Regions from separate parts of the Mus musculus genome. Here region 2 is linked to region 1. The links are chromatin contacts, called in public Micro-C maps. All regions are on one chromosome and are shown on one strand. The core of a region is the stretch at or near the end of the contact, and the rest is flanking DNA. Distances in the headings are between cores, read along the strand shown. Region 1 overlaps Tsc22d1 (TSC22 domain family, member 1). Region 2 has its middle 19 kb from the start of Serp2.

Region 1 (4,149 bases), core at 1,050-3,549:
GCTCTGTAGGAACTGGCTGCAGCCGGTGCCAAGGGAGGGAGGAGATGGGAGGGGACGCTCCCTGCGCCGGGAGGGCCTGGGGGCGGGGAAGCGGCCACTGGGCCTCGGGCCTGGAGGAGAGCGAACACAGGGCCTGAGCCCCTGTGTGGTGCGGTTTGCCATCTTGAATTGGAAACTGGACTGTAGACGTCATTAATGTCTGCAGAGAAAGTCTGGAGACTTTTGGAAAGCTTGATCACGTATACATTAAACTTGAGTATTGCGCGGTTGTGATTATGCGCAGATTTCCACAAGTGTGCTTTAAATGCTCTTTGGAGATAGAATAAATAATTGGTTAGGGAGAGTCCAGGACCTAGTAAGCTAAAGCCTTTCTTTGCCTCCTGTTTTCAGGATCTGGTGAAAAGCCATTTGATGTATGCGGTGAGGGAGGAAGTGGAAGTTCTGAAGGAGCAGATCAAAGAACTAATAGAGAAAAACTCCCAGCTGGAGCAGGAGAACAATCTGCTGAAGACGCTGGCCAGTCCGGAGCAGCTCGCCCAGTTTCAGGCCCAGCTGCAGACTGGCTCCCCTCCGGCCACCACGCAGCCACAGGGGACCACACAGCCCCCTGCACAGCCAGCATCCCAGGGCTCAGGATCAACCGCATAGCCTCCTAGGCCCCAACAGAACTGGCTGCTGCTGCTGCTGTCTGAACTGAACAGACCGAAGAGATGTGCTAGAGAGAAGCCGCCTCCACAGTCACCCATTTCATTGCTGTCTACGAAAGAGACGTGAGACTCACACGCTGTTCTCGCTTTCTCCCCAGTATTAAGCACTCATAAGCTTTTGGCTTGAAGAAATGTACTAGTTGAGTGAATTAAAGGTTAATCAGAGAGTGAGCAGGGATGTGCCCTGTGCAACGTGGCAGATGTCTGAGGAATGGTTTAATTGACCCCGAGGAGCTCTGTGCCTTTTCAACCCTCCCCAGCCGCCCACCCTGCTTCTGAGAGCTCGGGCGGCTCGCCTTCGTGGGGCTCGCCTGCGTGGGGTTCGGAAAGTGGGCTGCTCCTGGATTCTGCGCTCTCTTCTCCTTCCCTTCAAAGAACTCGGAGAGGCCAGAAACAAGACTGCAATGGGGGGCGGGGGGAGGGATGATGCAGTCCTTATACAAAACCGACAACTGTCACCAAAGCTTATAAAACACGATAGTACTGTCCCTCTTTTCTGAACCATCAGAAGACACAAAACTGTTAGTGACACAACGGTGACAGGTAGCTGGGACCTAGGCTATCTTATTATGAAGGTTGTTTTGCTTGTTGTATATTTGTGTATGTAGTGTAACGAATTTGTACCATAGAGGACTGTCCGTAACTACTGTTTAGCTTCTACACATTGAAATGTAGATGTTTCATTGGCTGTCTGAAAAGGTGTGGCTTGTCCTTCCTAGAGAGATCTACTTAAAAACTGCTTTGTGACAAAAACCACACCTGAAGAAATTTTAAGAATTTGGCCCAGTTAGTCACTCTGTGTAATCCCGGAATCTAGCTGCTGAAGTCTTGCGAAGTAAACTCCCCGTGACCGATGTCAGTTAAGCTGGTGATACCTGGAGAAGTGGTCAGTTGCTAAGGAAGTGGATTTCCCAGTAGGGGTTTCTGCACCTCACCTGTATAGTCGTTCTGCGCATGTCCCCCACACAGTCCCCACTGTATTTACCTGTTCTACTTGTCACCTTTCAATAAAGCATATCAAATGTTGATACACACGTGTTTCTATATGACGCCATTAATACATTCATTTCCACAGCTGCTCTTCATGAAGTCAACAGCAGTTTGCCTAGTAAAGTCTCAGGGCGCTGACACCAGTGCTTTGACTCCAGAAGAGAGGAGACATTGTTTTGATTGGGGGGGGGGGGGGAATGCAGGCAGAAGGGCTCATTCTCTTGTGACTAAGTCACTTCACCCCTCTGGACTGATAAGAGAATCTTCACTTCTCCAATTTAAAATTTGAGGGTTTATGTAGAGCTTATTTATTCGTAGTTGCTGAACTGAGAGGGAACAAGCCTGGTTGGTGTGTGAAGGTTAAAGGAAGAGGGACAGGTTCGTTTCCACGTTGACAGCTCTGCTGCCAGAATGAGTTTCTGGCCCCTGGGAGAGTAGTTGTGTTTGTAGACACTCTTCTGGGGGTTGAAAGGATGTACTGGGCTTGAGCTAGGTAGGACCTGGGACATCTCTCCCTTCTGGGTGATGTGTAAACACAGTGGAGCCTAAGGAGGAGGAAGGGCCTTAGCAGGACAGGCTTGGCTCTCTGCCCCAGGACCTCGGCAATAGCTCTTGGATGTGGTGCGAGTTGGGTCCATCCTGTGCATCCTCTGAGGGTTACCTAAGTCCTCACTGTAAGCCGATGGCAGTTGCCATAATGATAACTGGAGGGCAGCAAGAACTTGACAGTGTCTCATACTTAGAGCTACATAACTGATCTAACGGGAAGCTTCGATGGTGATTCTCTGAAGAAAACTAGACAGTAGCCATTTCATCTCACATTTTTTCATGTAGCTGTGGAGAATTTAAAGTCTCCACCCTTGATGAACTAAATAGACATTATTTCGACTAATAGAAAATCTCACAAGATTGCGGTGTCTTGATATGTGAAATAGTAATGAATCATTAACATGAAAAGATATATTTTTATGGCCTTTCCTCGCCTTTGTAAATTCAGAAGTTTTACTGACTGCTATTTAAACATATCTAAGTTGATTTCTAAGCACATCTTATTGCTAACTCACAAACCTAACTAGGCATCCTTGGCCCGTGGGTCACTATGGAGTTGATAGAGTCACACTTCACCTGCCATGGAGCAGGAGTGACTTCTAAAGCCGAAGGAGATCTAGTGTGAGCCCTGGGTGTTCGTGACGTCACTGCAGGACAGACCCAGGCACAGTGCCGGAGAGACGACGGTACCATGTGATTCTAAGAATGCCTGCTCTCTGCTTCAAATTAACAATGTTCAGAATTCAGGAGCTGTGCTTTTGGTTTTCGCATAGTTTAAAAGTAAAAATAATTGTGATGAATACAGCGTGCCAGAAATCAGGTTTATATATTTGCTCAGGAAACGTATAAAAGTTAATTATAACCATAATTAGGAATGAAAATGAATTTCAATGCAGGCACTACTGTCCCTCCGGCTGAGTGAAATACAAGATGAAGCCTTGTGCAGTGACAGCCTTTAGCTGTCCATTTCCCATCCATTCAGACAGTAATCACAGCAGTAAGATCAGACACAAGCCGAAAATGAAATTTCCTCCCAGATAAAATCGTTTGAAAATACTGCCTACCAACAGGACTGGGGAGCAGATTGTGCCATGAGGTTCCTGCTCTGCTGTGTGGGAGAAAGACACTCGCCGACCGCACCTGAGGTGCTGTGGAAACCGGCTATTTGATATTTGGAGGGAACAGAAATCCACAGACCCACCTCCCCATCCATGAAATCACTGGGTGAGAGCTTTCAAGACCCAGAACTTGGCTAAACTTCAGCTCAAATTAGAAAAGCCCTTCTCATGGAGACTGAGCACCGAGTCTTAGAATGCTGGGTTAGTTTCTTCAGAGAATATCAACGAGTATCTTCAACCTGCCCAAGATCCATCTCTGCCAATCGTGTGTGTGTGTGTGTGTGTGTGTGTGTGTGTGTGTGTGTGTGTGTGAACCCCAGGCTGAGGGCAGACATCTTTAAGAGCGCTAGTTAATGACTGTGGAGATACATGCCTGTAGATCCAGCTGAAGCAAGATCTTGAGTTCAAGGCCATCCAGTGCTATATAACAAGACATTTCTCGAAATTAACAAACAAACAAACAAAAAGTATTGCTAAATGAGAAGCCATGTCTCTTGATAGGATGGCCCTACCCCCACCTTCTCCAGTCAACCCAGGGACCAAGATTGTGACTGTGGATGTGTGTGCTACAAGACTGTGTAGTTCTCAAAACCAATTCTCTGAGTTTCCAGGGACAACATACATTGCAATGAAGATGGTCTCCGTTGCTTTCTAAGTGCTCCGTGTCTTTCCTTAAGCAGGACTGCCGTGACGACCTGTTGTGACAAACGACCACACTGGTTGGCTGGGGTCTTCCCAGAAGGTAGAACTCAGTTCTAAACACTGTACCACTGCCCAGTGCAAAC
Region 2 (4,149 bases), core at 1,024-3,523, 67 kb after region 1:
TTTGTTGTCTAATTGCTCTGGCTAGGACTTCAAGTACAATGTTGAATAGGTAGGGAGAGAGTGGACAGCCTTGTCTAGTCCCTGATTTTAGTGGGATTGCTTCCAGCTTCTCACCATTGGATGTAGTCTGATGGCATTGGACATACACATTGCTGTGACATCACCATGCACACCCATCTCTATTGGAACTCCTGAACCAATTGCGTATAAATCCCTCCCTCACCCCACAGCAGAAATGGGATTCTGTTTCCCAAAGGAAGAGATGTGTAAAACTTTTCAGTCACCCATTCTGACATGGCTGGATCTGTGCAGAGAGGTTTAAAGCCCAGAGAGTTCCTAGCTAAGGGCCCACCTTTTGTGAATTCTTTATAGTGGTTAAGGAAGGCACTTGGAGAAATGGTGTCAATACTGAAAGTTACATGGCTGCTGCTTCCTAGAGCCTGGAACTGCTGATTCTAAAAGGAGGTGAGTTCTTGGAAGGTGGGGAATGGCTGCCTGGTTTCAGAGTGTGTTCCTCTGGGGTCTCTTCAAAGCTTTGGAAGGAGTCTTTCCCATAGGCATCTCTGTGTTGAGGTCGGGGCATTTGCCATTATCTTCATTTTTGCATAGACAGAGGTAAGAAAAATAAATGTGTCTCCCATCTTGAAGTTGTTGTTGTTGTCCTTGTTGTTTTTGTTTGTTTGCTTTTGAGCTAGGGCTTCTCTGTGTGGCCTTGGCTGTCCTGGAACTAGCTCTGTAGACCAAGCTATCCTCTTTCTCACAGGGCTTCTTCCTGCCTCTACCTCCCAAGGGCTGGGATTAAAGACATGTGTCACCACTGCTTGCTCTATGAAGTCTTTGTAGACAACTCAATAAGTCTTTTTTTTTTTTTTTTGGCTTTTTCTGAAATTCTGCCACTCTTTTTTTCTGAGTCAAGCATCCAACAGACACTGTACATTGATTGGAAAATTCTTCTCTCTCGGTAAGGCCTGACTTGTTCCCTAATGCTCTCCTTAAGGACAAGAACCTTTGACTCAGCATTTGCCTTACCCAACCAGAATTCCAGGGGCTTTTTACCAGAAAGAATACATGGTTGCACTTTGCTGCCCCCCAGCCCCTCTCTTTCATCCCTCTGTCGTGGTCCTCTCCTGTCTTCCCAGCACCTCGGGGGAATCCCCCCTTTTTCCCTCTAGGCTTCTCAGAGCAGAGCTCTTGTGCTTTGAGGGGCAGCTTCAGAAGTGTGGAAAGAAGACTCCATTGGGACTCAGAGCCGTGAGCTCTAGAACTCCATGACCTAGGAAGGCTTTGTGTGCTCACCCATGAGCAAAGCTTCCTCAGAAGGGTGGCTCTGAGCAATGAGAGCAGATGCTTACTTGAGCTACAATCCACGACTGTGTCAAGGTTTTGAAGTCTGGCTCAGCTGACAGTGCCTCTGGTGCACTGGAAGTGTTGACAAGACCGACCTTAGAGACTTATTCAATAGCTAATAAATGTGGGGCCACAGAGGGCTACAGTGACTTAACTATAAATTTCTATATCCATATATATATATACACATACGCATATATGTGTGTGTATAATATATGGGTATATATATAAAATGTTTCCACTTAGATGTTTTAGCATCACCTATGTTCCTAAATGGAAGGTGCTATGGAATCCAAAACTTCACAGATTTCAGCCCTACTGCTCAGTAGCCTTTCTGCTCAGATGAGGTGGTGTCCTGGGACTCGGACACCCAGGAAGCACACAAGTCTGAGGTGAGACAGTGACCCAAGGAAAGGCATCCTGAGATATGGGGACCAGGAACCACACAGCTCTGGGAGGAATCCTCCTCAGCTGAGGCGTTACAACTCCCAAGGGGAGGGGATCCCCAGCTGAGCTGGAACCTCAGCCTTTTCATAGCTTTCAAAGTTTTTTCATAGCTTTGTAATACCCAAAATGAATTCAAGACCACCCAGTACCTTCCCCCTTCAAAAAGGACTTTCCAAACTGTACTAGCAGGCCAAGTACAGAGCCAGATAAGGAAGCTGGCTGACTAAACAAGTGTAAAAACATAGTTTTAGCGGTCAAAATGATTAAGCCTGCAGCTACCAAAACAATATTAGCTGTTCTCAGAGAAATAACCATAACAAGATTAGCAATTCTCCTGCCCCCTGCCCCACACTGAATTCCGACAAAGACCACAAACAACCCTGACCTTGGTGCGAGAATTCCCTTGACGTTAACAGCTGTGACGTTAATGTACTATTACCTTGCTAACCAAATCATAATAACCCACCATGGGGGGCAAGCAAAAGGGTCAGTTAGTCACTATACAAACCAACCAATGCCTGAAAGGGTCACTTGCTACACCAATGAGAACCCTGTTGCTCAAATCTGCCCCTTACAAAGATATAAAAAGTGTGTTCTTTCTTTGTTCTTGGTCTCTCCTCTGGCCTGCGTGCTGGGAGGGGAGTCCCCAACATGTTGGATCCTCATGCATTTTGCAGCGATGGCAGCGGTCTTTGTGGTCTTTCTGAGTAAGGGTCTTTTGACGAACTACAACAGCTTCTTGTCTTTTTCCACTGAATCACACCAGGTAGCAAATCTCATAAAAGAGACTTATTGGAGAGAGAAGGGAAGAATCCCAAGAGAGAGCAGACAGCAGCAATGAATTGGACAAAGAGCAGGGCTTATATACATAGGGGTTCTTGTGGGGTGGACGGTCTAGTGTGGAGATGTTCACGATGGGGATTGGTTGGATTTCCAGCCCTGAGCTTGGGGAGCTCAGTGATTGGTGGATTTTCCTGTTCAGGGATTGGTGAGTTTTCGTGCTCAGAGATTGGTGGCTTTTGTTCAGACTTTTCACTTAAAATTAGCATGAACTGGGGAGGGTCCTGTTGAGGGGCTGGAGATGACCTTTGTGACAGTTATGGCAGTTTGGAAGGTCTTGGAGAGGGACCTGGGTGCTGTAGCTCCTCCAGCTGGAGCCCTGGCTACTTGGCTGCCTCGAGGGTTTATAATGTTTACAAAGTGGCTTTCCTGATACTTGAGCCCCATGGATATCTAACAAAATGACCATGTCAGTTTTTACCCTTCAGTTATTACTCTCCATCATTCTTGACACTGTTTTTCCTACCATCTTCTCCATTCCTCGGCAGCATATGCTTTTTAAAACATGCTTAGGTTCCGACGGGAGACAGTCTTTTTTGCTATGGGAGAATTATTGTGAAATCAAGAATGTAGGGAACATACTAGGAATGGATTGAAGTCACTGACTACCAGACTCGGTTGGAGATCCTGTAATTATTGTTTTTGCTGTTTTCTTCATATGCTGGTTAATTAATTAATTTATTTATTTTATTTATTTATTTATTTGGTCAACTTGCCACACATTAGAGTCACCTGGAAAGGAGGGACCCTGACAGATGGATTGACCCCATTCCTTTGGCTTCTGAGCAAGTCTGTTGGGGGCATTTTCTTGAGTGATGTAGGAGAGCCAAGCCCAGTGTGTCACCCCTGGGCAAGTGGTCCTTGGTTGTATAAGAAAACAAGCTGAGCAAGCCAGTGAGGGCACTCCTTTGTTTTCTACCTCTGCTCCTACTGAGTTTTTGCCCAGACTTTCAATGATTGACTGTCATTAGGATGTGTCCACCAAATAAATCCTTTCCAAGTCACTTTTTGGTGTGATGTTTCTCACGGTATCAGAAAGCAAGCTAGCACAGTAAAGTGTAAAAGCAAGTGTTCCATAGACTCTGAGTCTCATGTTTTCTGCTATGACATCATTGCCATAACTTTCAAGACCTCTGAATGTGTATCATGTCTCCGTCTCAGCATTCAATATGGCAGAGGATCAGTTTCACTTTGCTTGTGTGACTGTTTATTAAGTGTTGGTCTTCGCTATGGGCTCCAGGAGAGTATTTGCTGTCTGTCATCAGGTCATCGAGGGCTGAGGAGAGTAAGGGAAGATAGTATCAGTGCGATTCAACACACACACACACACACATACACACACACACACACACATACACACACACACACACACACACAAATAGAATTATTCCAGGATCCCCTTAACACTCTGCATTCCACATATCTTTAACTCCATTATTAAAGATGAAAAGTTCAGGGCAAATTAAACTCATATCTGTGTAGTCAAGGGCATAGATTTTTAGTTCAAATCCTGCA

The links. A called contact is a pair of places that touch in the nucleus more often than the background predicts.
Region 2: a Micro-C map of granulosa cells shows a contact between it and region 1, with 4 times the contacts expected there. The contact joins two enhancer-like sites. A contact is called at or near these places in 1 of 39 promoter capture datasets (hematopoietic stem and progenitor cells), 24 of 484 Hi-C or Micro-C datasets (the C3H10T1/2 cell line, LSK cells, brown adipocytes and 14 more), 15 of 115 datasets of contacts at active chromatin or transcription factors (the SCID.adh cell line, bone marrow-derived macrophages, embryonic stem cells and 5 more) and 4 of 9 other capture datasets (adipose tissue, embryonic stem cells, liver and 1 more).

The regions. Positions count from the first base shown.
Region 1 is chr14:76,506,027-76,510,175 of GRCm38.p6, forward strand. It overlaps Tsc22d1 (TSC22 domain family, member 1), which reads left to right. Exons shown (of 3, transcript NM_207652.3): 3 at 391-1,739. The coding sequence ends at 648. Among named protein-coding and RNA genes, the nearest start is that of 4930444M15Rik, 13 kb to the right of the region's middle. Within about 2 kb of position 2,300, at least 15 of the 459 cell types and tissues checked have an H3K27ac peak or open chromatin away from gene starts, as enhancers often do. A contact at or near this core is called in granulosa cells, where this site is marked.
Region 2 is chr14:76,573,343-76,577,491 of GRCm38.p6, forward strand. No RefSeq gene overlaps it. Among named protein-coding and RNA genes, the nearest start is that of Serp2, 19 kb to the left of the region's middle. Within about 2 kb of position 2,274, at least 4 of the 459 cell types and tissues checked have an H3K27ac peak or open chromatin away from gene starts, as enhancers often do. A contact at or near this core is called in granulosa cells, where this site is marked.